Linked DNA regions of Mus musculus: regions 1, 2, 3, 5, 6 and 7 are each linked to region 4. A link is a contact called in public promoter capture Hi-C data. All regions are on one chromosome and are shown on one strand. Each heading gives the region's core, a stretch centred on a gene start, on an enhancer-like site or on the middle of the called end of the contact. The rest is flanking DNA. Distances are from core to core; before and after follow the strand shown. Region 1 holds the start of Zyg11b (zyg-ll family member B, cell cycle regulator). Region 2 holds the start of Cpt2 (carnitine palmitoyltransferase 2). Region 3 holds the start of Rnf11 (ring finger protein 11). Region 4 holds the start of Btf3l4 (basic transcription factor 3-like 4). Region 5 holds the start of Scp2 (sterol carrier protein 2, liver). Region 6 holds the start of Zyg11a (zyg-11 family member A, cell cycle regulator). Region 7 overlaps Scp2 (sterol carrier protein 2, liver).

Region 1 (4,242 bases), core at 1,583-4,082, 530 kb before region 4:
TGGAGCGCACTGACCAGGCCAGTCTAGTCAAATGGACAAGCTTTAGACTCAGGAAAGGATCCTGTCTCAGAAAATTACATAAATAAGGAGTTCAGCACACTTGCTGCTCTTTCAAAGAACCAAGGCTCAATACCCAATACCCAAATGATGGCTTACAACCATGCATGTAACTCCAGTTCCAAGGGACCTGACACCCTCTTCTGACCTCCGCAGGCACCAGGCACACATGTAGCACACATCATATACATAGGCAATACATAGGCAAATTACTCATATTTTTTAAAAAATCCAAAAAGCTAAAAAAAAAAAAAAAAAAAAACCAACTCTGGCCTCCACACACATACACATACACATGCATGCATGCATATACATGTGCATGAGTGTGCTCGAGCTTGCACGTGTGCACACAGACACAGACACACACACAAAGAAGAAGAAGAAGAAGAAGAAGAGGAAGAGGAAGAGGAAGAGGAGGAGGAAGAGGAGGAGGAGGAGAAAAGAAAGGAAGGAAGGCAGCCAGCCCCTTTCAAACAATAAATGTGGTGGTCCCTATCCCTGGATTTTCTATGCTCCAAAGTTCATAAAAATTTCTGTTTATTAGCTAGCCAGCTGATGGTATTTTATTATAGCAACCTAAATGGACTAAGACAGTATCTTTCTCACCACACAAGCTATTACACCTCCTATTTCTTCCATCCTTCCAGGTAGTAAACATGTCATCCTTCACTACAAATCTTTTTCCCCCAGAGAACAGTTTCTCTGTGCAGCCCTGGCTCTTCTGGAACTCTATAGACTAGGCTGACCCCAGGGATCCATCTGTCTCTGCCTCCCCAGTGCTGGGCCTAGAGGAGCACCTGACTTTCACAGCCGATCTTAAATCTCTTCCCAGTCACACTTAAAGTGAAGTTTTCTTCTTCTTTCCCAAATGAGCCACATAAATTCTATTCATCTTTTAGGCCCAGCTCAAATCACGCCTTTGACTCCCCATCCTTTGAATAACTCATTCAGTCTCCGTGGAAAGGCCTGCATTTCCAAAAGTCTAACAGCCTGGTACCTTCTCCAGCAGGATGGCTCTCTAGTCTGAAAAGAATCATCACTACATCTTATTCTACTCCTTTTTGCACCAAAAGACGCTTCAACTCACCCTGAGTAGTCTGCAAGGTGCCTCAAATTTCAGTGGAAGACTGCACTTGACAGGTGGGGAAATGAGATCATAAATCAAACCATTCAAGAGTCTACCTGACCTGGGCACTGGGAACTCAGGGAATTAAGTAAGGCCCAGTTGTTTCCAGACTCTGACTCTCCTTGGGAAGGAACAGAACAGCACACAGTAACAGTGGAACAAGTGAGAGGCAGTCACTGGGAAAAGACAATGGAGGATCAGCAGAGTCAGGGAGCGAGGGAGTGTTTCCCGGTTAAACACCAGACGGTAGGTTACCTTCCTAAAAGTCAGATGGAGGGAAATACAACCTAGGAACTTATGATTATCAACAAGTCTTTTTGACTAGAATGTATTATTTCCTCCCAGAGATCAACATTTATTTTGTATAGGATAGAACAATGCTTTCAATATATACACAGCAAAACGCGGATAACACTTAAAAATGGGACTGTAGTCACAGCCATTTTGAAGCAGAGGAAAATTTGCAAAGAAAGGGTTTCTCCAAGAAAGGACAGAAAGGACAGGACAAATACAACCTTTCGGAGGAAGGTATTCGAAAGACTGTCACAATCTGACTGCCAGGCTGATATTCAGACCTCAAATGCCCTTGGTCTCTGCCTCCTAACAAAAACAAATCATGTGCTCTGAGCAACAACTGTCAAGCCTGCAAATTACAAAAGATTTTTAATTTCCCTAACGGTAACTCCACATGAAAACACATTCAAAATAAAAATGTAACAACCCTTTTTGGCTATTTCTGTCAAAAGGCCTGATAATCACATAAGGCTACAGGATGTACTCTGTAACACACCCCACTCAGGTTTTTGCAATGACACTAAGTAGTAAAGCTTCCAGACTATTCTTCCATACCGCCAATCTCCCCTCACTTCCCCACTCCAAAACAGAACGGAGAAAGAAAGGTTACTAATCTGTATGTACCCGCCCAACAGCTCCCGGGTAGCAATTGCCTTCCAATTGCTCCTGCTTAGCCCTCTGAAACCTGCACAAGGAAATGGGGACAGATGTGTGAGCCGGCGACGGAGGACATCCGACAAGGGGCAGAGGAAATGCGGATGGTCGAGGACCAAGGGGAAGAGGGGGCGCCGGAGATAAAATGGTGAAGAGGGTCGAGGAGGGAAAGGAAGCAAAGTGTGGGAAGGAAAAGTGGGGGGTGGGGGTGACTAACGACCATAGAGGAGAAAGGTTAAAATGGTTGAGGAGAAAGGGGAGGGTTAAAGACAGGGAAGGGGGGACGAGGAGAATGCGAAGGAGGCTGTCACCGGGGGACAAAAGGGTGTCACCGGAAAGAAGGGGGATTAAGGGATGTCTCCCAAAGAGGTTTGCTCCTACTGGTGGATGGGGAACGCGAGCCGGAGGAGACAGAGGGAGGGTGCAGGAAGAAGGGTGAGACGGCTGCCCGGCGTCCTCGGGCCACCCTGCGGGGGGTGGGGGGCAGGCCGCGCTAGCTCACCATGGCTGCGTGGGCCTGGTCCTCCGGCATGCAGCCTCGGTCCTGCGTGCGGTGGCAGGCGGAGCCCGAGCCCGCCGCTAAGATCAGCCGGCTCGGGGGCTCCAGGAGGCTCGGGTCAGGCAGCGGCTCCGGGCTGGGCCCAGGCCTCGGCCTCGCTCTTCTGAACTACAGCAGCCGCTGCCGCAACCTGACCGAAACACAGACTCCGCCTCGCTCGCCGCGCCTGCTGCGCCCCGCCCCCCCGCACGAGGTCCCGCCCCTCTCCCTGAGCCTACCGCGCCCTGCCCCTTAGAAGTCCCGCCCCTCTCTCCCTTGCATGTCTCGCCCCGCCCCAAAGTGGTCCCGCCCCCTGAAGACCCCGCCCCGTCCCGGCGTAGACTCCATTCTCAAACGCCAGCCCTTAAAGGGGCCAACGCCCTCTGACGAGGCTGTAGTCTTTCCGTTTGGAAGAGCTTTAAATCTTACCTCCAGAAGACTGCAGCGCTTACCCTCATTCTTCAAAACTTAACTTCTGATTCATAGTCATTAATTTTTTTTTTTAGTCATTAATTTTTGTTGTCAACGTTCTTAGTGATTTTAGCATTCTGTTACATGATGTTGTTTTGCTGTTGTTTTCGTTTTGTTTTGTGAGAAAGAGTCCCTCCACATAGCATATGTTAGGCAAGTATTCTGCCTGCTACTGCGTCACATCCTCGGGCCCCACAATCTCAATTTTGACTATGGAGCTTTCCCTCTTTAACCTGCTTTTCTTTTTTCTTTTTAAAGATTTATTTATTATTATATCCAAGTACACTGTAGCTGTCTTCAGACAGCACAGAATAGGGCATCAGATCTCATTACAGATGGTTGTGAGCCACCATGTGGTTGCTGGGATTTGAACTCAGGAAGAGGGGTCAGTGCTCTTAACCGATGAGCCATCTCTTGGCTGCCTTCTTTTGATCTTATGTAAATGGTGTTTAGCTATGCTATATTTTTCCACCCTCTAGGTAGCTACTTCAAGTCCCTCTTCTCAGGCCTCCGATATTTCCTTCTTCATGCTCATTTAACTAATCATTTTTGCCTTCAAATCACTGACAAAGTAAATGGACAAAACAGAACATCTATATAAGTTTCCATCACTGACAGTGACTTCCAGACTACCTATAACTCCACTTGTATACTTTTTCCTTTCTGTAGCCCAGGCTAGCCTTCACTATGTAGTCCAGGTATGCTTCAACTCTCCATTTCTCTGCTGTGGTGGTTTGAATAGGTATGGCCCCCATAGACTCCTGTGTTTGAATGCCTGGCCCATGGTGGTTGGTGATACTAGGAAGAGTAGCCTTGTTAGAGGAAGTGTGTCACTGTTTCTCCAGAGCGCACACTTCTGGAGACCTAACCCCCTAGCCTCTTGCCACTGGACCATCTTCCATTTTAATCACTATCAAGTATACAGGTCAGGCAGGATTAAGTACTGGTGAAGCCATCGCCAAACAGGCACTCCAGAAGGCTGCCACTTGATTGTTTCCATCGTGTTTGTGGTAGTGGGAATTAACTACAAGGCTTTGCACATGCTGTGCAAGTGTTCTCCTCTTGGGCAACATCCTCAGTTGTTCAGACTCTGCCGCTCTTG
Region 2 (4,097 bases), core at 647-3,146, 910 kb before region 4:
GGCTTTTTTCCCAAGACAGGTTCTAAAATGTAGCTCTGGCTATCCTGGAACTCACAATATAGATGAGGCAGGCCTTGAACTCACAGCCAGCCTCCACCTTCTGAATGCTAAGATTAAAGGTATGCACTACTACCCTTGACTAGTGATAGTATTTATAATTCCAGGAACCTGCCACTACACCTGACAAGCAATATTATTTATACTTCCAGGATCTTACAGACGTTTGTGCTGTGGACAAGACTAAACTATGTTGAATATTCTTACAGTTTTCCAATTCTAAACTACCGACAGTCCACCTGATCTTAAACCTGGGTAAGGCACAGGCCTGCCTGAAAGTCAGTGCCCATCTGACTCAGCAAATGAAAACTCTCTTTCCCAAGCCCTCACCTTTCCCCTACATATTAATGCAGCTCACACAGGCTGTCTGGAGAAGCCAGGTCACACCCTCATCCTGCAATAGCAAAGTCCCTTTCTCTTTCCCCCTCCGTCCTGCTGAATTCAGATAACCTCACTGTAGCTGGTCTCACACATAAGCACACTGGGTTCTTGCTGAGAAGGCACGGTGGGCAGATGACACTGGGTTAAATAACTGCTGGACACGGAGGAAAACAAACCCCACAGCAGGGAACAATACCATGGTACAATGTGTGTCTTTTCCCGGATGGAGCAGGAAGGATCACTGGCAGCTGGGCCAGGACAGTGAGGGGGATTTGAAACAGGTTTGGAGCTTGGTTTGGGAAATAAACAATGAATGCAAAGACAATTTAGGTTTGGCTTAGAGTGAAGGTAATTTCTATTCTGGCAACCTAGAACAAAGCTGAGAGATCAACGAGAAAACTAGACTCCAGATTTAAGGAAGTACTGGGTATTGGGGACAGGGGGTGACGGACATGGAGGAACACTTATTAGGGCTGTTTGAATAGGTCAGGTAGTGTGGGTGAGGTGTTGGGGACCACCCGAAAGAGTGCTGAGGAAGGTTTGGTGGGTATGAAAAAGTTCTAGGTTAAGGCTGACCTTAGAAGATGGAGCAGAAGATGGAGAATGCTAAAATGAGGATAAAGATGTGCTTGCAGCAACGATGGGACACTACCAGAACAGGTACTGGAAGAGGAGTGGGCTGGGTGTTCTCAGCAACAGGTAAAGGTGAATAGGGGACACTGACCCGAGGGAGACCCATGTTAGGAACTGGCTATCCTCCCTCAATGGGGGTGCCCTATATCTTTAATCTCAGCACTCTACAGGCAGAAGCAAGAGGATCTCTAATAGGCCATCCTGGTCTACAGAGCTAGTTCTAGGGCACACAAACCCTCAAAACAAAACAAGGAATTGACCACCCTAGTAGAAAGGATTCGGGTGATTTTCAGGCATTAAGTGTGTAGGGCTCAGGATAGCTGTCTGAAAGATTAATGGAGCGGGCAGGAGTTTGTAGGATTCAAGATGAACTTGTAGACGGGAGGGTTGCGGAGGAGACTTTAAAGTTTCTGAATCTTCTGAGCCAGGGAATTTTCAAAGTCTCAGGCTTTCCAAGCTGGGGAATGTGACTGCCTCCAGGGCCGGAGGTTCAGGGCAAGTCCTAAGCACCAGGAGTCGGGTCTGGGCCGGGGCCAGGAGGCTGGGCTCACCTGGGCAGGCTGTCCTGGTAGTGCATGGTGGGTACGATGCTGTGCTGCAGATACTCGGCGGGCCCCGAGACAGCACTTAAGGGCCGACTAGGGGCTCCCAGGACAAGCGAGGGGCACCGGGGCCAGTCACGCAACAGCAGGCGCGGCATCATCGTCCCGGGCGGCAATGGCGGCTTGAGGACGCGGTGGCTGAGGGAGTTCCCGAGCAAGCAGGCCGCTGCCCTCAGGCCCGGGACACCCGTAGAGACTTAACGTCCAGTTCAACTCCGCCCACAGGGGCACTTCCGGGCACCGATAGGCGGTGGCCCCGCCCACACTTGGCCTCTCCCAGAGCCCGCCCACATCGTGGCCACGCCCAAGAGGCGGCCACGCCCACCTGGGCCGGAAGCGGTCTCTAAACTATAGTAAGCCCAGCTTCTTGCCCGAAGGTGGCAGGCATGTAACTCTGAAGCTAACCTCTTTTCCTTTCACAGAACTGGATAGAAATCAAAAGTAGAGAAAAAAGAAACGCTGAAACTTGGCATTTGGCAGACCTATCCTTGTCAAGGCTTGGTCTCTAGAGACCAAGAACATTTCAAACCTTTGTCTTCTAAGTAGAGAACAAGATCAACAAACGCCTCCACAGTTCTAGATTTACTGAACAATAGTCATACTTATTTCACCAATATAATTTGTTAGGCAGAATACTTTACTCATACTAGGTCCGTGTAGCATTCCCCAAGCCTGAAGTCTTTGAAGTGTGTGGCTTCGCGGGGCGGGGGGGGGTGGGGGTGGGGTGGGGTGGGGGGGGGATAGGGAACTTTCGGGATAGCATTTGAAATGTAAAGAAAATATCTAATAAAAATATTATTAAAAATGTATAACTGGAAATTGGGGGTGCATGCCTGTAATCTGAAGGAGAGGCAGAGGCAGAGTGTCAAGAATTCTAGCCTATATTCAGCTACATAGCGAGTTGGAAGCCATCCTGGGCTACACGGGACTGTGTCTTAATCAAAACAAGAGGAAGGAAGGAAAAAGAATGTACAGGAACCAGAAATGAGCATCCTTTTTCAGATTGAATATTTCAAAGGAAAAAAACAAAACAGGTTCCCTACCAAGAGGAAACCCTTGTCCTCTAGTTCTGGGTGTCTTTTAGCCTCAGTCCACCGTAGGAGGCTACCTGTCAGCACACATGGGTCCTGAAGTCCCAAACTTTTCAGGAATTCAAAGATTCTTGAACGTGAACATCCCCATCCATCGCTAAACCACCACAGGCAAGCAACATATACCATACCCCTCTGGTCTCTGCCTCATCTGTAGCTAAAGAAGTAATAGGTTCTGCTACCACTTATTTTACATAGTGAATTATTCTCACTTGAAGCACAACAGAATTCCATTCTGGAAACACAACCTTCCTTTAGCTCCAGCTGTCTGTCAGGACCCTGTAGATCTGAAGCAGCCAAGTACATTTTGTCTGTTCCATAAGTAGGTAGGCAGAGCCATGAGCTGGAACACATCCCAAAGGGCACTGGATTTGGAGTTCAGGGGACCTGAGTTTGTTTCTCGGGCTCTGTCCTTATTTAGATGACCAGCAGTTAAACAGGAAACTCACTTACCAGCTCCATACTGAAGAACTTTTCTTCATTGACTGAAGAGCTAAGCACAGAATTCAAAGCTAGTGGGAACCAGGGATGTAACTCAGTGGGCAGGGTGTTTGCCTAGCATGCATGAAACCCTAGGTTTGATCCCTAGTATCACATAAACCAACCAAATATGGTGGTGCATGCCTGTAATCCCAGCACTGGGAAGGTGGAGGCCTGAGAATTGATTCGATGTTGACGGGTGGGATGGCTCAGGGAGTAAGGTCCTTGGCACTGATGATGATCTGAGTTAAGTCCCTGAGACACAATGGTGGAAAAGGAGAACAGACTTGTGAAGGATGTCCTCTGACCTCCACACACAACATAATAAAATGGCAATTTTAAAACAAAATTTTAAAAATACCAAACTTCTAATTTTCCTCCCTTGAGAACAGACCTATCTGGCCCAAATTCAAAGTATCAGAATCTCTTGTCTGTACTGTAGAGTGTCATAGGAAGAATATAAAATCCTTTCTGAAAAAGTTCATTTGTCAGGCCAGGAATGCTGGCCTTTAATCCCAGCCCTTGGGAAGCAGAGGGAAACGATTCTGTGTGAGTTCGAGGCCAGCCTGGTCTACAGAGTGAGTTCCAGGATATCCAGGGCTACACAGAGAAACTGTCTCAAAAACAAAAGATCAGTTGTCTCCAAATCCTAGTAGTTTTCAAAACCTTGAAACCTGTGGGGATACTGTCGTCCCTTGAGTGGCGCACCACAAAAGTGACTGAGCCACAAAAGCCATCAAAGTGAACGTTCTTAGAAACAAGAGACTTTAACTAGAGAGGAGGAGAAAGAGTTCACACTTCAACGAAAAGATCCAGCTGGTAAAGGGAGACCGAACCCAGCATAAGTAAACAG
Region 3 (4,212 bases), core at 1,461-3,960, 640 kb after region 4:
CGTACTATTTCCTTTTAAAAGCCCAAATATTATAAATCATTTACTATGGACTGGTGCTTTCTCAAATCATGTAAAACAAATATTAGTAATATATTAGAGACTTGAGGGGGATGTTATTATATTTACAGGTTTCTTTTAAAAACTCGATAGGGTCTCATTCTATAGCCGAGACCAGCACTGAACTCAGTATGTAGCACTGACCTCCAAATGTCAGCAATCCTCCTGACTCAGCCTTCCAAGTACTAAGATGACAGATATGAGCCACCATGCAAAGCTAAATATTTCTTTTTATGGTCTCATATTTTAAAGTAACTATTTTCTTGCAATTCATAGTAATTTTGCATATCAGTATTTGGGTCATTCATTTCAGGAAAAGGCAACCACAATACAATTTCCATTGTCAAAAATAACATTCCAAAAAAGTACTGGTAAAATACCAAAAGCCATCATTATGATCTAGTCCTTTTGGAAAGGACAAAAATATAGTTCCCATAACTCTAAAATTACGGTAAGAATAACAGAAAGCAGCAAGTCAGATATCCAATTTTCCTAGAAAGAGGCTAAGGAACATAGATTTGGGGGAGAAGTTTGCTCATGTCACCTACATAAATTCATTCTAGAGGAGCTATCCAGTGGAGAGGAAAACAGTTAAGATAGCCTGAAAAATGGGCCCAACTCTGGAGGCTGAGGCAGGAGGACAGAATGTTTGTCTGTCTGGTCAACTTCCTGAGTCACTGTCTAACAATAAGTTTTTTTTTTTTTTTTTTTTTTAAACAGCAGAGTTATAGTTCTATAGTGGTGTTTTGCTAGAATGCATAGGGTTCTCAGTTTAATTCCTGTTACTGATTATGGATAATATTCATATTCCATTTAGTATTAGGTATTGCTCCTGAAGCAATTTAAATATGTTGGGAGAAATGGGCCACATAAATATAGCCAATACTTAATTTTTATAGGACAGAAATTGCATGAAATATTGACGACAAAGCTTCTATTCTTCATTTATCTCAGTTATTGAGTATCTACTATGAGTCAGATGCTAGAGTATAAAAGCACCTGGAAACTGTCCCAAATTCAGCTTGTACAAGGGGAGGAGAACACATATGTCAAGGGTGAGACACACAACTACCTAAACAAAGATACTGCACTAAATTATTTTAGGTCTGGTACTGCTTGTAAGTGTAGAAGGTACATGGGGGACGTATCCAGGAATTCGGGGAAGAAGGGTGGGTAATGTCAGTACTTTAGATACTTGAGCTGAGTCCTTAAAGAGGATTAAATGTTCACCTGGGCAACCTTGGGGGAAGGGCTCTTAGCATAAAGATCACCTGGAGCAAAGACAAAACTATCAACAGCCTGGTTTGGTTAAAATAGAGGCTTTTGCCAGGCTATCGTAAAGATGGGACTTGACTAACATGAGGGGGTCAGAAAATCAGCTCATATGATCAATTTTTTGCCACGTGATGAGAAACTGGTTTACACAGGATTGAGAAAACACTACACTAGATAATGATGTCACCACATAAAATCAAAGGAGACTGCACAGTTAGAAAACTAAACTCTCTTCAGGAAAATATTAAAGAACTGTATTAAAGCCCACCTGAGAAGTTTACTCAATGTATCATTTAGAAAGACCCATTCAGGAGTCTTTGATAAAGAGGACTTTAAGTAACAGATGGCATTTCCCAAGTCAGGTTGAAAGGTCTCTCAAGTTCAAGATAATCAAATTTTAATTAAGCCAACTTATTTAAAAGATGTGTCACAGGGGTGGAGCTTAAAATTACCACATATGTATATATAAACAAGTAACTCTTTATGAAGCTGAGGCCAAAATCGCCACTTGGAATTCTACCTCCCAAGTAGATGGTAAAAAAGACATTCTACCAGAGCCAATTAACAAAAGAGTGGGGAGGATCATAAACGAAAACACAAATATAAGGGGGGAGGGGGTGACAAGCTACGCAAAACCCGTAATCCTCTTGGCAGTCTGATGAGGAAATCACACAACTCAGACATAAAGGCAGGAAAACCATGTCATCCTCAACTCCACAAGCTAAACTACTAGGCACCGAAGGGGATAAGATCACACACTCGATTCCTGAACTCAAGGACAGAAGACCGTCCTCAACCCGTGCCCAAGGGGATGCCCAGAAGGACCCTTTTCCATTTGGGAACCGGGCAGCAGACACCCTCAAGGCCAGCCCTGAAGGGGTCAACGCCACCCCCCCCCCACCCACCCCCGGTCTAGGCCGTGGAGGCCAAGGGCAGAGGGCCCGAGCCGCCTCCTCTCGCACGCCGACACACACCCTCCCTACCTGATATGGCGGCGGCGGCTCCTGATCTGGCTCCGTCCCCTCGCCAAAGCTAGCCCGGTCGGACTGAGACTCGTGAAGCAGGGAGATGTCATCCGAAGTCGGGGATTTGAGGCAGTTCCCCATCTTCCGGGGCTGGGGTGTATGCTTGAGATCTGCGGGAGGAAGAAAGCTGTGACCCGGTCTCTCGCACGCTCGGCGGTGAGCTCGCTCGGCGCCGCGGGGTCCAAGGCGGCAGGCCCGGGGCTCAGGCGGCGGCTCCCCCGCGCCCCGGCGCCACCGAGGGGCCGCTCATGCCAGCCCCCGGGACAGGGGGCGCGAGGCTAGGCCGCGGGCTGCGCCGGGGTCGCGTCTGGAACCTGAGGGGGGCGGGGGCGGGAAGACTGAGCGCTTCCCCACCCCGCCCCCCGCGGGGCGGCGGCGGCCACGGGCTGCTGGGCCTAATCCAGGTCAGGAGGGGGGGGCGCGGCCGTCTCGGTTGCCTCAGCTGCTGCCTCAGCTGCTGTTGCCCCTGCCGACGCTGGAGCCGCGGCCCGGGGCCTCATCCTACTCCGCCTCGGCGCGGCGGCGGTGGCCAGAACGAGGCTGGCCAGGCCTACGTCATGCCGCCGTGCGTGCTCCGGCCCCGCCCCGGGCGCGCGCGTCCGACTCCTGGACTGCGTGGCTGGGCTCTGAGTTTAAGGTCCAGGCTGTGTGGCTGTTGGTCTCCCGACCATCTGCCTCCGGCGCCCCCTGTATGTCCCGGCTGCAGCCAGCTTGCGGACTTACCTTACCTTACCTGCGCGGTGTCCTCAGACTGTTCACGCTGTCTGCCGGGTTGATGTCTGTAAGCACGGATCTGAATGGACCAGGCAGATAGCTGAGGTGTTTAGCTTCCTTCTCCTTTATCCTTTAAGAATAAAGTCCAAACTCATGTGATGAACACGCCCTACCCTCCCAACATCACAGCCATGAGATTATCGGATTGCCCATTTCTTCCCAATCCCACCTCCCTAATTCAAGCCTCTCAAACTAACATTTGCCGTTGATTCTCAGTCTCTCTGTGTTCATCATTGTCCCCTACCTCCATACCCTTTGAATGATTGAGGATATATATATATGTATTGGGAAGGCATATATATATATATGCCTTCCCAATACTACCCACAGAATAATCTTAAGAAATCTCTTGCCGAGCAGTAGTGGCGCACACCTTTAATCCCAGCACTTGGGAGGCAGAGGCAGGCAGATTTCTGAGTTCGAGGCTAGCCTGGTCTACAGAGTGAGTTCCAGGACAGCCAGGGATACACATAGAAACCCTGTCTCGAAAAACAAAACAAAACGAAACGGGAAAAAAAAAAAAAACGGAAAGAAGAAATCTCTAATCTCATTCAAAATACTGCCCCTCTTTTATAAATTCTAAATCCCAAAATGGCCAAAGTGCTTCTAGTCCTCTCAAAGACTGTTCTCGCTGGCTGAGATTTCCACAGACAGACAGTATTCCTGACCTCTTACCTCTCGCTGGGCTAATCATTATCCTCACCAGTCCTTCGTGGACTCCATTTCATTTCCCTTGAAAATCTTTTTCTGCTTCTCCAGTCTGGGTTAGTCACCTACTCAGAGTTCCCAGTCAGGGCCTTTCTGTCAGGTTGATCAAGCTGAGTTCTCTGTCCCTTCCCTGTGTAAGGCCTGGCATGTTGCCTAAGGTAGTAGAGTCTTTCCTTGGCTGAATGAACAAATGCTCAAACAGCATATGCAAAGGGAAGAACAAGAAGAGAGTGTTCTCCACAGCCATTTTTTTTTAATCAAGAAGGCAAGAAGTTGACTTTGATCTCCAGTTTTATTCACCATTGACTGATTTATTGTTATTTACAGGCCCTATGTTAGAGCGACTGATTCATAAAACCTGACTTTTTTCTTG
Region 4 (3,911 bases), core at 578-3,077:
GCTTTTGCATGGGAGTTGTGTGTAGAATCCAAACAGTCTTTTAGGTGTGTGCCAATCTTAGCTGTGCAGCAGACTGAAATGTGCTGATAGAAACCTCAACCTTGCATTCAAACATCCACAAAAGAGCTACAGCCATGAACTTATAGTGAAATAACACAGCACTTAAGGAATTTCTTGCAAAAAGGAGGTCAGGAGAGAATATTAAAACTAAGCACAGGACTAGCCCTTTGTGACTATTTGCATTTTAGGTAACATTCCTAAAGAAAAGAGTTGGCAGTTGGAAAGATAAGACAAAAAGTCCAGACTTATTTGAAGCAAAAGCAAAGCCCAAATTAACTCTTTCTTATGGTGTAAATGAAAGAATAATTCCATTTCAGGTGGTCAGTATAATTAAGAAATCTTATTCCTAAGGAGTATTTTATGGAAAAGACATAATTTTAGGGCATCTAGAAGCTTAAAGCAGCAGGGGAAGGAGAAATATGGCCTTTTGTCCAACAGCAAGTTGGGCTGTGTAGGATTCTAATAGAAAAAGACATTTAGACTCAGCCTGAGACCTAAAAGGTCACCTGGTTTAATCCCTACTTAATATCTTTAATGTACCTGTCATTCTTGTTTCAAGTGTGAGGTCATCTCAGATACCTGTTAGTGCAGCAGGGCATAAATTATAAACAAAATTGTTAGCTGCCTGGAAGGCCTGGAAAGTTCCTCTCTGTGTCCCAAAGGGAGAAATGACTTTCAAGGGCCACATGATCACTGAGTGAATATCCACGAATCCTTTCTGCACTTTTCTCAAGGACTTCCAAAAAGAGTATACAGAGATGAATCAATATTTATTGGATGCCCAAATTATAAGCATCCAAGTACTTTAATCATGTTTACAAAGATAAAAATAATTTGAATTTTCAGCCCTGACTTTTTATGTGAGGTTTTACCACTTAGGGCTTTGGAAAGGTATTTAGGTTCTTTGTACTTGTGTTTGTTTCTCCCGCATTAAAAAAAGTATACCATCGCATACTTTACTGAGTTGAAGGCTAAAGCATAGATTATCAAGTTCAGGTAAGACACTCAGTAGTTGGTAACTATTGTTACCATTCTTCCAGAGGGCCACTAATTAGGTATAATGAAAGAACGTGGGAACGGAAGTTGAAACCGCCATTCACCAGCTGTGTAACACTGTGCCTGGCGATCAATCATCAGGCAGTGTGAAGAGGTTATAAGGATAGGTAACTGTCTCAAAATTAAGAGAGACTTGTAAACAAGCACTTCTATTACAAAGTGAAGAGCGCTGCAACCTAGTTCGGCCCCAAGAGCTTGGTGGCCGGGTGCTAACCTCAGTTTGGGAGGAGCAAAAGAGATGACAACAGATCTGCTGCTCAAAGCGTCTGACACTGTTGTTGTGAATAATGAGTGATGGACGAGGAGGGTTCTACCCTCCTGGGTCTGGACCTGAGCGGCCAGAGCCCGGGCCCGGCTCCTCCACAGCGGGCGGTGGTGCTGGGGACCTTCCCTCAGGTGCCGACCCCCAGCTGCGCCGCCCGTAACCGACAGGCCCGGCCGGCCGCCTCCGCCCCCACTCGCCGCGCCACGGCGGAAGTGGCAGCCGGAGCGGACGGCGGGTGTCGAGAGGGGAGGGCGGGGGGAGACCGTGCGCAGCGGCCGGAGGCCGTGGGGTGGCGGGCCCGCCGGGGGTCTCACCTGCAGCGGGGAGGGTCCTCCAACACCAGCACGCGGCAAGAGCAAGATGGCTGCCTCAGCTGAGACAGAGAAAGACCGCGGCGGCAGCGGCGGCGGCGGCGGGAGAGGCCCACGTGACGCACGGCCCCGCCTCGACCGCGGGAGGGAGGCGGGGTGGGGGTGGGTACGGCAACTGCGCGCCTGCCTCCCGACTACAAAGCCCAGCATGCCTCGCGCACCTCACTATTCTGATTGGCGGCCGGGCTGCTTCCTGGAGGAGGCGGCGGTCCCCTTGGCGTCCCATTGTGTCTGCGCTTACCTTTTGTCTTGGATTTAACAGAAGGGTGGTGTGGGGTCTAGTTCGGGTTGTACACCTTGGATGTCCTTCACTAAGCATTGAGCTCTAATGGACTCTCATCAGGAGGGAAAGTCGGCAGTTGACTTGTTAGGTAGTAACTCGACCCAATACAAAAAGCAACAGACTTAACGGAAAGAAGCTTTACACTTTACGTGCTTGAGATGACTTATGTCCCAGTTCCCTCGGACTACCTCTTCAGTTGTGCAATAAAAGGCCCCAAGCATGGTTTTCTTGGACCTTATGTCAGTTGGTTGCATCATGCCTGAGTGGAAGTCCTGCGAATGCGAGTGGGGGTGGGGGGAAGGGTCCAGCGCTTCTCCAAAGTGCTTGCCTGCAAGACACAGACGCGTGCACAGCGAAACGGGCTTACCGAGTCTCTTTGGAATCCCAAACAGAAATCTAACAATGAAATGCTGTTGTCCAGTATTTTTAACTTGTGCGAGGGGGCGGGAAATTCCAAGCCCTCTGTTGTGATAGGCTGATCTCAAAGATAATAATTTGCATTTTGAATATTTAGTGTAGTGGTCCATTGGAGGGAGGGGCTAGGCTAGAGGTCAGACGTAATTAACAACGGTTTTCCTGAACCTTTCCCCAGCCCTCACCAATTCGGGCCACCTCATCCGGCTGTTTCTTTAAGCCTGGATATCAAGGACTTAGGGAAAGCAAACTCGAGATGTACTCCCACATCCTTCTACGTGATCTGCACCTTTAAACTTACTCCATTCCAAAGCGGACCCTCGAGGCACCGCCCACATCCGTCTAACATCACTTCCTTCAGTGTTTGGCTAGGAAAAAAAAAAAAAAAAAAAAATCTGGGAATCCGAGGGGTTGGGCTGAACGGCGATAAGGGGGCAGAGCGGAGCTTCTGCTGGAAATCCTGTTCCCTCAATCCGGTGGCTCTGTGCAACTACCACCGTGGAGATGTCGCTTCGTTTCGGGGCCACCTGTTTGCTGAGCTTCAGTTTCCTGCTCCTCATCACTTCTTCAGACGGACGCACTGGGCTTGGAAAGGGTCAGACCTCATTCTTACCGTAATCTTTACGGACCCCGGGCCTTCTTAACACTTTATTTTCTCACTGTATCTTAGGCCACTTTAGATTCCTTTTTATCTTCCCCAACTGCTTTTGTGGATTTCTCGGGGTCAGGAGTACCAGGTCCGGGAGAGGGTTTAAGAGAAGGAAGTTGTACTTGAGGGCGCTCTTAATTCTTGGGATTGAGAAGATATGGCCCTTAAATTAGGACTAGGTTGTTTAAGAGTCCATTCATGTGTCATGTTAGGCGCTTGGGACGCCTCCAGGAACCGTCACCTTCCCGCCAGAAGAAATAGGTCGCTTGGGAAGCCCTCAGGAACCGTCACCTTTCCGCCAGAAGAAAAAGGGTCGCTGGTGACCTGTAGTGGTCGCTTGAGTCTGAAGATTCCTCACCACGTTCCCCCGTACCCCCAAGACCCGGTTCCCTATTCCCCCAAGAGATGCAGAAAAAAGAGCAAATGAAAGGTAGACCTTTTGCTAGGTCACCAACAGTTGGTTTTGGTGTGGCTCAGCTAGTGTGTTGGAAGAAACTGATTTCTTTAGAGCGATGGATCAGTGGTTATCAATGAAGGTTAGGAAGTAAGGACCCCCAACTCCGTGTATTACCAGCCCTATTTCTAAACTTGAACACCTTCTCATCAGTTGGGTTTTTTGTTTGTTTGTTTTGGCAGCTGAATTGACTAACTGGTTGAGTTATAAATGGATTCCAGCCCTGCTTTGGATGGTTTGTGTTATGACCTTTACTGTATGGGATTTTTCTGATGCTGGTGGTGTGTGTGTGCTTCAGTGTGGTGTCTGCCCGCCTGTTTTCTGGTACACATGACTAGGCCATAAGAGGATATTGGGTG
Region 5 (3,839 bases), core at 1,009-3,508, 720 kb before region 4:
GGAAAGCAGAGGCAGACAGATCTCTGTGAGTTCAAGGCCAGCTGGGTTTACAGAGTGAGTTCCAAGACAGCCCAGGCTACACAGTGAAACCCTGTCTCAAAAAATATAATAAATAAATAAATATATATTTTTTATTTATAAAAATTATATTATATATGATACAAATACTATATTTATAAAATAAATATCTTCAGTTTGTTAGTGTGTAAGTATGTGTGTATATGTGTAGGGGGCACACTCATACTAAGTGAGGGCAAGGGGCCAAACTCTGACTGTCAAGCCTTTCACACACTGGCCATCTTTGCTGACCCTTGCTCTTTGGTTAAAGTAAGGTCTTACAAAAGCTAGGCTGGCTCTGAACTTGCTATGTAAACTTGAGGACAGCTTTGAACTTCTGATTCTCCTGTCTCTACCCTCTGAATGCTGGAACAATGGGTGGACATCACCATGCCTGGTGTATGCAGACTAGGGATAGAACCCAGGGCTTCATGCATGTTTGGCAAGCAGTCTACCGAGTGAGTCATGTCCCCTGCCCAATCTTGCTTTTATTCATTTTTGTCACGGTCACCCTCACATATAACACATAGCACATGTACTGCATATATGCTTAAATGATGAAACCATCTTTAATTCCTTTTTCTCTTCCCTAAGGAATATTAATATCCCCTTCACCTCCACCTCCCAACTAGAAAAAAATTAAACATATCTTTTTTTTTTTTTCAGAAACTATGCTTTTTCTATACAGCCCATATAAACAGACATTAAGCAATCATGGGAAGACACTTTAAAATGGAACAACATACTAGCAGGGCATGGGGATCAGGGACACTTGCAGGTTCAGAGGGGGGGGGGCAGTTTGAGAGACTGAATCAGAAGTTTAAAGCCAGCCAGGGCCATATAAGATACTTTTTTAAAAAAAAATCTAGAGAATATTCTGGAAAGTTTTACTGCCCACCTACTTACTATATGAGAAGCTCCCCCTCTGAGAAACAGTGGGATGCCCTTTAAGTTTTAGAACATATTAGTCAACTTTTCTATTTACATGTTTTGAATAAATTATTTGTTTTCACCTGTTACTAAGATAATGTAAAATTTGGGTTTTGTTTTTTTTTTTTACAGTACAAAAAGATTCTTCACAGTAACTCTTTCACCAGTAAATCCATTTAATATCAATCATCTAACATTCACTGTCATTAGGCACGAGTGATTTATCACTGTGAGTGATACAGCAGTAAATAATTGTGGTACCCACCCTGTAGCAATACATTAGGAGAATATAGTCATCTGAACAAAGAATCCCAGTGCATCAAAGTAAATTAGAGCTAAGCTCAAGGCTCTAGAGGTAAGAAAGACAAGATAGGGCTGGCGAGATGGCTCAACGGGTAAGAGAACTGACTGCTCTTCTGAAAGTCCTGGGTTCAAATCCCAGCAACCACATGTTTGTTTGTTTTGTTTTGTTTGTCGGTTTGGTTTGCTTTGTTTTGTGAAACAAGGTCTTGATATGATTCAGACTCGCAGCAGTTCTCCTGGCTGCATCTCCTAAAGCTCATACTAGAGATGTGAACCACCCGGCCGGCCTACTCGGGATTTAGAATCTAAGGAAGTGTGAGATTTGTGCTGTGTTGGGGGCTCCTTCACAGACTAAAAAGCTAGAATAAGCAAACAGGAAGGCGAATAAAAAAATGACTGAGAGGGGCTGGCGAGATGGCTCAGTGGTTAAGAGCACCGACTGCTTTTCCGAAGGTCCGGAGTTCAAATCCCAGCAACCACATGGTGGCTCACAACCATCCGTAACGAAATCTGATGCCCTCTTCTGGAGTATCTGAGGACAGCTACAATGTACTTACTTACATGTACTTACATATAATAAATAAATAAATCTTTAAAAAAAAAAAAAATGACTGAGAGAACAAGCCCAAGATACTGAGACCCTAGTGACAGCATCATACACCCTCAGGTCGCCTCTCTGGAGGGAAAGGTCAGAGGGACAGCAGCGCAGACTGTGACCGTCCCCTTGCCGCGCTTCCCTGTCGCCTCGGACTGCGGGGAATAACAGAGGCAGATCTCTCGCTGCTCACAACTCTGTTTACCTTGGTCATGCCAACGCCGACCACGAACACCCGGCGCAGGCGCGGAGATTTCAAAGCGACAGAAGGCATGGCTCCAGCAGCGAAGGTCTCCTACAGACTGAGGCTTTGCAGAACCAAAGCCGGGTCGGGTCCGATTATCCCAACCCCAGGCGTCGGGGGCGGGGCCGCAGCGTCAGGGGCGGGGCCGAGTTACGGGAACCGACCGGAGGAGGCAGGGTAGAGGATGTACGCATGCGTGGCGATCCTAGAGCCAAGTCCTTTATGGGTTCTTTTGACCTACTGTGTTAGACTCAGGCAAAGTTTCTCAAGGAGGCCTCGGTTTCTGTGCTTCCTCTTTTTACAGTGAGAGAGGGAAGGCCTAAAATGGAAGCTCTGGCCTCAGAGGAAACTCAGAATCCTGTGGGGATTCTCTAGAGTGTTAGAGACGTTCTGTATGTGTGAGAGTAGTTACAACACGCAGTATATGAGCAAAAAGCACGATGTACACTAATAAAGTCAGAATTCTATGTGCGGATAAGATGTTTTTTAAAAATTAAGTCAGATCAGGGCTTAGTGGTTCACACCTTTAATATCTCCACACGAGAGGAAGAGGCAGGCAGATCTCTGCCAAAAATGGTACAAAGACCAAAATCCATCAAAGACCTGGTCCATAGTTCCAGGAAACAGGAAAGTCTCTAAATGTGGTAACCTTACGTTTTGGCTTCCGTAGTTCTGTTTCTTGCTAATTGAAGTGTGCCAACCAGAATGTGGGTTTCCATGATTGGACAAGTATCCTCTGTAGCCAGGAGCCATCAATACGAAGTTTGTTCTCAGCCTTAAGAGTGTCTGTGTCGGGCTGGAAAGATGGCTCAGCGGTTAAGAGCACTGACTGTTCTTAAAGGTACTGAGTTCAAATCCCAGCAACCACGTGGTGGTTCACAACCATCCGAAATGCGATCTGATGCCCTCTTCTGGGGTGTCTGAAGACAGCTACAGTCATAAATAAATAAATAAATAAATAAATAGGAAAAAAAGGTATATATTACTATCCCCTAAACTTAAAAAAAAAAAAAAAAAAAAAAGAGTGTCTGTGTCTCTATTACTATCCCCTTTAAAAGAAAAAAAAAAAGAGTTTCTGTGTCTGAGCTGGCGAGATGGCTCAGCGGGTAAGAACACTGCTCTTCTGAAGGTCCTGAGTTGAGATCTGACGCCCTCTTCTGGTGTGTCTGAAGACAGCTACAGTGCACTTATGTATAATAATAAATAAATCTTAAAAAAAAAAAAAAAAACAGACTGTCTGTGTGCTGTTCTCTGGTGGACATGCCTCAAAACAAATTCAAGTCCAGCCTGGAATCATCTGCAAAGTGAGACCCTGTCTCAAAAAAAAAAAAAAAAAAAAAGAAGAAGAAGAAGAAGAAGTTATAATGTGCATGGGGGGGGCTAACTTGCTCTGTAGACCAGGCTGGCCTCACATACAGAAATCCGCCTGTCTCTGCCTCCCAAGAGCTGGGATTAAAGACTTGGGCCATTACTGCCCAGCAACTATGCATATTTTTTTGTAACAGCCAGTCAAGCATAATCCGATCGGTCAGACCATGTCTGGTAAAGCGACTGCTCGTCTGTTACTATTTCTTTACTGTCCTTCCATTGTTCTAGCTGTAAATATTGTCCATGTTCGAAAGCTGAGCTCCCTGAGCCTCTTTTGATTATGAATAATGCCTATCTTATGTGTGAATTATTTCTTATGTGGCAGAGCAACACTTGGGAAAG
Region 6 (3,889 bases), core at 1,177-3,676, 620 kb before region 4:
GCACCCATAAGGCAGCTCACAACTGTCTGTAACTCATGTTCCAGGGAATCAGACAACCCCATGCACACACACATGCAGGTAAAACATTAATGCACTTAAAATAAAAGTAAGTAAAAATTTAAAAATTGAGTGAACCAAGAGAGAGAATATTTGAGCCTTATATCTTAAATTCTCAGTAAGCGAGCGCGCAAGCACGCGCACACACACACACACACAGATGTATATCAGAGCAATAGAATTTGCGTTTTGGCTCACTTCTAAGCTGAAACACTGAGTTCAATACATATGGCAGAACAGAACAGACTCCAAATGGTCATCTGACCTCCATAAATGTGTGCAAGGCACACACATTACAAAGAATCCACAAAAAAAATTACAGGTCCAAACCTATAATCCTACCACTTGTGACTTAGAGACGGGATGATCAGGAGTCAAGGTCACCCTCAGCTACATAAAGAGCTAGAGGCCAGTCGAGAGCATAGAAGTCAAAAACAATTAAAAAAATTACACATCATGTAAGCAAAATAAGGGGAATTATAAAGATATTACCCACAACTATTAAAATAAAAAAGGTGTATATCGGGGGCTGGAGAGATGGCTCAGTGGTTAAGAGCGCCGACTGCTCTTCCGAGAAAGTCCTGAGCTCAAATCCCAGCAACCACATGGTGGCTCACAACCATCCATAATGAGATCTGATGCCCTCTTCTCATGTGTCTGAAGACAGCTAGCTACAGTGTACTTACATATAATAAAGACATCTTTAAAAAAAAGTTGTATATGTTGGAAGATAATAACCAGAAAAATTACAGATACCATATATACACTAAAAAGATAATTTAAGGCTGGGTGGTGGTGGCACACACTTTTAATCCCAGCACTTGGGAGGCAGAGGCAGGTGGATTTCTGAGTTCAAGGTCAGCTTGGTCTACAGAATGAGTTTCAAGACAGCCAGGGCTACACAGAGAAACCCTGTCTCGAAAAAGAAAAAAAAACTCCATGAAGATTTCAAATTCCAATAAATTTGATAAACCGAATGAAGTAGAGAATACATTTCTTGATAGATATTACCAAAGCAAAATCTGTTATAGTTCTGGGAATGCTGTCCCCCCCCCCCCCCCACTTCTTTTTTTCCACTTTGGACAGTTTCTCTGTGTAGCTTTGGCTTCCTGGAACTCACTCTGTAGACTAGGTTGGCCTCAAACTAACTCCTGAGTGCTGGGATTAAAGACGTGTCCCACCATGGCTCAGCAAATGTTGTCTCCTTTTATAAATATGGAGATATACAAAGAACTAACTTTATTAACTCCCAAAAAATACATAGGCATATGAGTTAAAACCTGCAAGGCCCGAGGAGTAGCTCACTTGGTAAGACGCTTGTCTTGTAAGCAGGGACAAGCAGAAAGAAGCTGGGTCCCCTGTCACTTGCTTGTAATTGTAACCCCAGTATTGTTGAGAATGCAAGGCCAGCCTGAGTTACTTAGTGAGTTCCAGACCAGCCTGATCTTGGGTGGAATTTTATTTCCAGAATAAAATTAAAATAGGGGCTAAGGAGATGGCTCAGAGGTTAAAAGAGGGCACAGGGTTCTTCTAGAGGCCGAAACTCTGTTCCCAGCACCCACATCTGCCTGTCACCGGTGTATTTTTCGCTGTCCCCCACCCCACCCCCGCCAGGTACTGAGCATCCAAGATCACTAAGTTCTAGTGTAGACCCAGTCACCCTCGGGCTCGCCGCCTTCCGCACTCGGTTCCTGGGGCAGGTGGGTGGGCGACTTAGGGGAGCCGCTGCGTGGGGCGCTAAGAGGAGGCGGCTCGGGGCCCTGAGGAGAGGGGCGGGTCTGTGCTTGCTGAGGTGAGGCCATCTGAAGGGAGCGGGCTGAGGAGACCGGGCGGGCTGGAGGTCTGAGGAGAGGAGCGGGGCTAGCCTGAGGGGGTGGCGCCTGCGCGCAGCGGGGGGCTCAGTATGGCTGGGGTTCGAACTCGGGCGCCTTCCTCAGCAGCGCAGCGAACAGGAACCCCGCGAGGGCTGGACGCGGCGTCCACGGAGCCTGGAGCCCGGAGCCCGGGCCGGCCTGCCGGCGACTTCCAGGGAACCGTCACGCCCAACTCGCCGCCCGCCCGCCCGCCCGGAGGAGGCCGCCCCGCACCAGCCCGCCCGCCCGCGGGCCGCGCTGCACGACGGGCGGACGCCCCGGAGCCCGGACGGCGGCCACACTCACCTGCACCAAGCAGTGGCCCTGCGCGTCCTGCTGGGCGTCGGGCAGGACGAGGGCCCGCGGCCACAGCAACGGATGCAAGAAATGGACCATGACGCCGACGCCGCCCACGCGAGCCCGGCCGCCGACGTCGCGCCCCGGCGCCCCGGAGGAGAGCGCAGGAAGGTCGCCCGGCACGGGAGGAGAGCTCAGGAAGGTCGGCCGGCGTTTGAATGGCCGCCCCACGCCGCGCACAGGTCCGCCGCGACCCCGCCCCCGCCGCACGCCCAATGGTCCTCGCTCTCCAGCCTCAGCCACCCAACTCCTATTCACTCCTCGGAGGCCGAGCGCCCTGAGACCCACGCTGCCGAGGGCGTTCGCATAGCACGCACAGCGTTCCTCATTGTACATTTTTATTTTGTTTCTTCTTTTTATGGGGGGGTATTTTGTGGGGGGGGGGTGTTTTTTTGTTTGTTTGTTTTTTGTTTGGTTGGTTTTGGTTTTGAAATAAGGTTTCTCTGTGTAGCCCTGGCTGGTCCTAGAACTCCAAGTTCATAGACGTCCACCGGCCTCTGCCTCCAAAGTACTGGTATTAAAGAAGTAGCCACCCACCAGGGCTTGATTTTTTTTTTTTTTTTTTTTTTTGAGTTAGATAAGGAATCTAGAGCGCATTGTAGGCCAGGGCTCTACCACGTGCCAGATTTTTAAGTGCTTTAAACAAATTAAAAAGCATTTTCAAAGGCTTTGCCCCAGATACCAGTCACGTTTTGACTCCTTGATGAGGATTAACGGTACAAAATATTTCTAGAGGCTGCTAACCTGGTTGGAAGGGGACAGAGTGCAGTGTTAACGTCTGCTTACACACACGACACGCACACACAATAAAATTTCAAAAACAAAACACAGCACCTATTTTTATAAGAGCACAGGGAAGTGGAAACAGGATCAAAGGTTGAAGGTTTTCTTCTGAAAACTAGTTTGAAACTAACCTCAGCCCCCATTACTTTAAGACCATCTTATTTAACATACAACTATTGCTCGGATCCAGGCCAATGCTGTTAAGAGACCTAGACAGACAGGTGAAAGGCAGAGACAGAGAGCCCAATCTCTTGGATTGCTGGGGGTATCTGAAGCCTAATTTTTATCAACTACATGTAAGATCAGGTGAGAGCACACAGGCAGAAACCAGGATTGCTAAAGATAAGGTTTGTACTCAGGCACTTCCCAGGCTCGTGCTAGATGAAGGAATTCAAATGTTAAAATTAGTTTTCAAGAACAAAGGACCAGGCTACGCTTCCCTCAGCGGTCTGTTTTCTTGTTCACCAGCCTGGAATTTGCATTATAGCTGAAGATGACCTTGAACTGATTCTTCCACTTCCACCTCCCAAGGTGCAAGGTGAGTTGTATACAGCTGTCCTTGAAAGTAACTACAAAGCTAGCGATGCGGGGGCGTGGCTGCTAGCCATGTGGGGGCGTGGCTGTTAGACCACTCACTCCGCACACTGCAAGAACAGAATTTTAGGAATGAGAACAAGCCATTGCGGAAACTGAAGGTTAGAAGTAAGAGCCAGGATGAAGGGATTTTACCTGGGAAAGCATGGGCCTTTGATCCCAGCACTCGAGGGAGGCAGAGGCAGATTGAACTCTGTGAGTTCTGGACTGGGTAGGGCCAAAATAAATCAAAGACTCATTATTCA
Region 7 (3,917 bases), core at 1,127-3,626, 760 kb before region 4:
GGGCTAGGCATGGGCCATAGAAAGGACAAGAGGGGCTGCGGACATGGACCCAGATGTGGTTCCCACATCAGGCAGCTTAGAACCACCTATGTAATCCCAGCTTGGGGGGGGGGGGGGGCTGGTGCCTTCACTTACTGCATAGCCAAGCCCAAAAGCACATAAATACTAAAAACTGTAAAAACAAAGTGGAAGAAGAGATTGGAGTAACTTCTCGAGCCAGAAAAGAGAGAAAGGAAGGCCTACACAGACTCGGGGACACAGGGTCACCTTGAGAGGGTCCCCACTGGCCAAACCAGGGGCAGTCACTGCAACAAAATAATTGATACTAAAGGACTGTGATCTCAAGGATAAAATAAGGCCTTGTGACTTCATGCAGTGTATATGAATACACTTAAAGACAGGAAAAGGAGGGAAATTTCTTCCTTAGAGCAGAATATCATCAATGGGAGCTAAAATTAAGAGTGCCTCTATAATTTGCCTTTTTATGATCTCACTGGCAAACTACAGAGGCAGCAAACAGAGCAGGGGTTGCAAGATGGGCAGAGTAAGGGCTGCTGGAAACCTACACAAAGAAATAAAGAGCTGGCTGGGCGAATGCTTTTAATCCCAGGACTTGGGAGGCAGACGCAGGTGGATTCATGAGTTTGAGGCCAGCCTGGTTCACACAGAGTTCCAGGACAGTGTTACATAGTGAGACCCTGTCTCAGCAGAGAGAAAAAGAACCAAAGGACTAGGGAAGCGGGTCATAGAATCATTGTGGACCTCACCTATGGTGGAAATTATACATTGCACCTTTTACATGTGAGAACTTGCAGGCACATACTAAAATGGTGAAGCAAGAAACTCACTGCCTCTAATACAAAGCTAGCCTGGTCTGGTCTAAGGTGTGAGACTGCTTAAAAAAAAAAAAAAAGGCTGTGGACAAACTTCCTAATTTTACTCTAAAGAAAACGAAATATCTATGACAATTATACTGACTGTGTTGGCTTTTCATAGCTTGATTATTTTTCCCCTAAGGGGTTTCATCTCAAGTGTGAACTGCATGGTGTTCCAGGGTCATCAGCATAGAACTGATGAATCAGATTGAGGAAGAAACAAGATGAGCCCTCTAAGGACTGCAAAAGAGCATGGGTATTTGAAAGAAGAAACTCTTAAGTTTAAGATGTTATCTTAATGTTTGAAACAAAAACAAAATTCTGGGCAGAAAAAGAAGAGTGAGACCAGAGAGAGGAAAAACCATCCCGAAGTTTGTAAAAGTTAAAGACTATATAGTAGATAGTGGCCCCTATCCTTTGTAGGACAAACTGTATAAGAAAACGATTAAGTAATCACCAGGAATTTCAAGAGAAAAGGAGCACATTCGTGTTAAAAAGTTACAGGGTGGTTAAAGGAGGAAAGACATAGCTAGCCAAGGATAATCAACTCAGAACACACCAGACCTCCAAACAGACCCTGAGGTGGTTCACTGCGAAAGGCTCATCATGAAAGAGAATAATTAAAGCAAGAGGAAAAAAAGATTTTGTGGACTAAGAAAGATTCTCTGGTGTAAGATAACAGGGGCAAGGAGCCAGTGGAGGGAATGCTAGGAAGATTCAAGAGGGTATACATAGTAGCTAGTACAGGTGGTTGGAAACCACGCACACAGAGGAACGCTGGGCCTTGGAAAAGGAGGAAGAGAACCCGGAGAGGCTGCAAGGAAAACAGGAATCCCAGAAGGCTGGGACAAGAGGTAACGACAGAGGCAGAGACTGCAAAGACAGGAAGCAAGCAAGCCCCTGGAATTCCAACAGCAACGAGGGCTTGATTCAGAAACACATTTTCCAGGTTCCAATGGCACATGTAGTTGGTGGCTTTCTCTGACAGCAGCCAGAAGCCAAGGAGAAAGCCAACTGTGAGAAAGGCAAGCAAAAGGTGACTAGTCTACATTCCGCAGGCTTGTGGGCCAGCACTCCTGGCTTCGCTGCCTCTTTCTGAACAAATTTTCCTAAGGTTGTCTCGGCTTAAAAACTAAGTCTTAACTTTTAAAACCACGTTAACGAAGTTATGTCATACTTTCCCTTAAATGCTTAATATGTGGTTGGGGTTTGGTTTTTGTTGTTGTTGTTGTTGTTTGTTTTTTTTAATATGCAAGCGTCACTTATTGTAAAGCATGAGGACAAAAGTGACAGAACTTAGAATGTCACTTACCTGGCAGCTTCGGGAAAACCCATCCTGTAGAGGGTGACAACCACAGCTCCTCCGAGGCCTAGATTGTGCTGCAGAGCCACCTTTGCCCCGGGAACCTGCCTCTTTCCGGCTTCGCCTCTCAGCTGCCAGCAGAGCTCCGCGCACTGAGCCAGACCTGGCGAGTCGAGCACAGAGCGTCCCGGGCCGCGTTAGAGCGCAGACTCCGCCCACCCGCGCCAGCGAGCCGCTAGTTGGGACTTCCCGCCAAAGCCACGCACGCCTGCAGAGCTTAAAGCCCAAGATTCACAGCTAGTTCCCACGCTAAGAGAATTAGCATTTAAGAAAGACTCGAGTTCAGGAAATCAACACTTGCATTTTCAACCCATTTTTTTCCGGGTGTGTTGAAATGGAAAACACAGTGTCTAGTGGTGCACACTTTTAAACCCTGCACTCAGAAGACAGGCAGGCGGATCTCTTGAGAGTTCAAGGCCAGCCTGGTCTACAGTTTGAGTTCCAGGACAGCCAATGCCACAGCAAGATTCTGTCTCAAATAAATAAATAAATAAAATAAAATAAAAAGTGAAAGAAAATTTTGAGATGGGACATTTTGAAAAAGCAATGAGATCAAATTGAACTCAAGATGCTTGTGATATGAAGTGGGAAAATGAGGTGGGCGTAGGGAATGATCTACAACACTAAAAATATTTGAAGTAGTCATAAGGAATTCTTATTTTATATTTACTTAAAATACATGTAATACATATAAGTGTATTTGCATACATACATATGTATATACACTTTGTTTAAGTGATGCCATACCACTTGGGGTAATAGTGCCCGTTCCAGGAGCCACAGACTATCTAATAAAAAGCCCTGTGCCATGCATGAATTGTTTGGTCCAGGGAGATCAAGCTTGATTTCATCCCAGAAGTCAAAGGTAAGTGTCTATTGCGAAAGATAGCACACACACTTGAACACAGGACTCGAGAAGTCGAGCTGGAACTAATCCAAAAGCCTCCTGGGGCCTAGCTTTCATAGTACCAGAAGGTGCTATGCTATGCAAGCTGGAAGTGGGAGGAGGGCCAGGATCAACAGACCTAATCACCTGTGGTGCCTATGAGCCACAGAAATGATATCTCTACACAGCAAGATATCTCTAAAGGTTCAATAAAGACATGTAGTCCCTCCCACCTCTACCCCTCTGTGTAGCCTTGTCTGTCCTGGAACTAGTTCTGTAGACCAGGCTGGCCTAGAACTCACAGAGATCTGCCTGCCTCCCCAAAGTGCTCAGATTAAAAGCATGCACTACCAGTGCCCAGCTGACCTTTATATCTTGATGGTAAATATACACACTCACACATAATTAAAAATAAACCAAGGTGGGGTTGGGGGGAGACATGCTTTTAACCCCAGCACTCAGGAGGCAGAGGCAGGCAAATCTATGTTTGAGGCCATCTTGATCTACAGAGTGAGTTCCAGAACAGCCAGGGCTACACAGAGAAGCCCTGTCTTGAATAAACAAACAAATGAATAAAATAAATACATAAGTGAAATTAAAATAAATCTTGCAAAAGACTTAAATTAAATATGAGGGTGTGACAACCCTGGAGGGCAGACTCTGGCAAATGGAAGATGCTTCCATCACACCCCTGAGCATCTGTGACAGACTTTCATAGAGAAATGGTTCCATAGAAGAGAGAAATGAATAAATGATATAAATTTATTTTATATCATTTCTTAAATGATAATAA

What was found. Promoter capture Hi-C pulls out the DNA fragments that hold promoters and counts their contacts. Capture Hi-C pulls out chosen DNA fragments and counts their contacts.
Region 1: a promoter capture Hi-C map of liver shows a contact between it and region 4, with 2.7 times the contacts expected there. The contact joins the promoter of Zyg11b here to the promoter of Btf3l4 in region 4. A contact is called at or near these places in 9 of 39 promoter capture datasets (the C10 cell line, cranial neural crest, hippocampal neurons and 6 more), 2 of 115 datasets of contacts at active chromatin or transcription factors (bone marrow-derived macrophages and pro-B cells) and 3 of 9 other capture datasets (adipose tissue, liver and pancreatic islet).
Region 2: a promoter capture Hi-C map of liver shows a contact between it and region 4, with 4 times the contacts expected there. The contact joins the promoter of Cpt2 here to the promoter of Btf3l4 in region 4. A contact is called at or near these places in 3 of 39 promoter capture datasets (erythroid cells, neutrophils and pre-B cells), 1 of 115 datasets of contacts at active chromatin or transcription factors (bone marrow-derived macrophages) and 3 of 9 other capture datasets (adipose tissue, liver and pancreatic islet).
Region 3: a contact with region 4 is called in a promoter capture Hi-C map of pre-B cells, with 3 times the contacts expected there. The contact joins the promoter of Rnf11 here to the promoter of Btf3l4 in region 4. A contact is called at or near these places in 3 of 39 promoter capture datasets (3T3-L1-derived adipocytes, erythroid cells and pre-B cells), 3 of 484 Hi-C or Micro-C datasets (CD4 T cells, embryonic stem cells and neutrophils), 1 of 115 datasets of contacts at active chromatin or transcription factors (bone marrow-derived macrophages) and 3 of 9 other capture datasets (adipose tissue, liver and macrophages).
Region 5: a promoter capture Hi-C map of pancreatic islet shows a contact between it and region 4. The contact joins the promoter of Scp2 here to the promoter of Btf3l4 in region 4. A contact is called at or near these places in 1 of 39 promoter capture datasets (pre-B cells) and 3 of 9 other capture datasets (adipose tissue, liver and pancreatic islet).
Region 6: a promoter capture Hi-C map of liver shows a contact between it and region 4, with 3 times the contacts expected there. The contact joins the promoter of Zyg11a here to the promoter of Btf3l4 in region 4. A contact is called at or near these places in 7 of 39 promoter capture datasets (3T3-L1-derived adipocytes, embryonic stem cells, hippocampal neurons and 3 more).
Region 7: a contact with region 4 is called in a promoter capture Hi-C map of pre-B cells, with 3 times the contacts expected there. The contact joins the enhancer-like site here to the promoter of Btf3l4 in region 4. A contact is called at or near these places in 4 of 39 promoter capture datasets (the C10 cell line, liver, neutrophils and 1 more) and 1 of 115 datasets of contacts at active chromatin or transcription factors (embryonic stem cells).

Annotation. Positions count from the first base shown.
Region 1 is chr4:108,298,258-108,302,499 of GRCm38.p6, forward strand. Zyg11b (zyg-ll family member B, cell cycle regulator) reads right to left here and starts at 2,833. Exons shown (of 14, transcript NM_001033634.3): 1 at 2,634-2,833. The coding sequence starts at 2,663.
Region 2 is chr4:107,921,693-107,925,789 of GRCm38.p6, forward strand. Cpt2 (carnitine palmitoyltransferase 2) reads right to left here and starts at 1,897. Exons shown (of 5, transcript NM_009949.2): 1 at 1,623-1,897. The coding sequence starts at 1,774.
Region 3 is chr4:109,473,795-109,478,006 of GRCm38.p6, forward strand. It overlaps Rnf11 (ring finger protein 11), which reads right to left and starts at 2,711. Exons shown (of 3, transcript NM_013876.3): 1 at 2,316-2,711. The coding sequence starts at 2,438.
Region 4 is chr4:108,831,813-108,835,723 of GRCm38.p6, forward strand. Btf3l4 (basic transcription factor 3-like 4) reads right to left here and starts at 1,828. Exons shown (of 6, transcript NM_027453.3): 1 at 1,696-1,828. It overlaps Txndc12 (thioredoxin domain containing 12 (endoplasmic reticulum)), which reads left to right and starts at 2,866. Exons shown (of 7, transcript NM_025334.3): 1 at 2,866-3,044. The coding sequence starts at 2,954.
Region 5 is chr4:108,116,289-108,120,127 of GRCm38.p6, forward strand. Scp2 (sterol carrier protein 2, liver) reads right to left here and starts at 2,259. Exons shown (of 16, transcript NM_011327.4): 1 at 2,091-2,259. The coding sequence starts at 2,159.
Region 6 is chr4:108,215,617-108,219,505 of GRCm38.p6, forward strand. Zyg11a (zyg-11 family member A, cell cycle regulator) reads right to left here and starts at 2,427. Exons shown (of 14, transcript NM_001167936.3): 1 at 2,217-2,427. The coding sequence starts at 2,306.
Region 7 is chr4:108,069,070-108,072,986 of GRCm38.p6, forward strand. It overlaps Scp2 (sterol carrier protein 2, liver), which reads right to left. Exons shown (of 16, transcript NM_011327.4): 12 at 2,188-2,341. Among named protein-coding and RNA genes, the nearest start is that of Mir6397, 16 kb to the right of the region's middle. Within about 2 kb of position 2,377, at least 364 of the 459 cell types and tissues checked have an H3K27ac peak or open chromatin away from gene starts, as enhancers often do. A contact at or near this core is called in liver, neutrophils and pre-B cells, where this site is marked.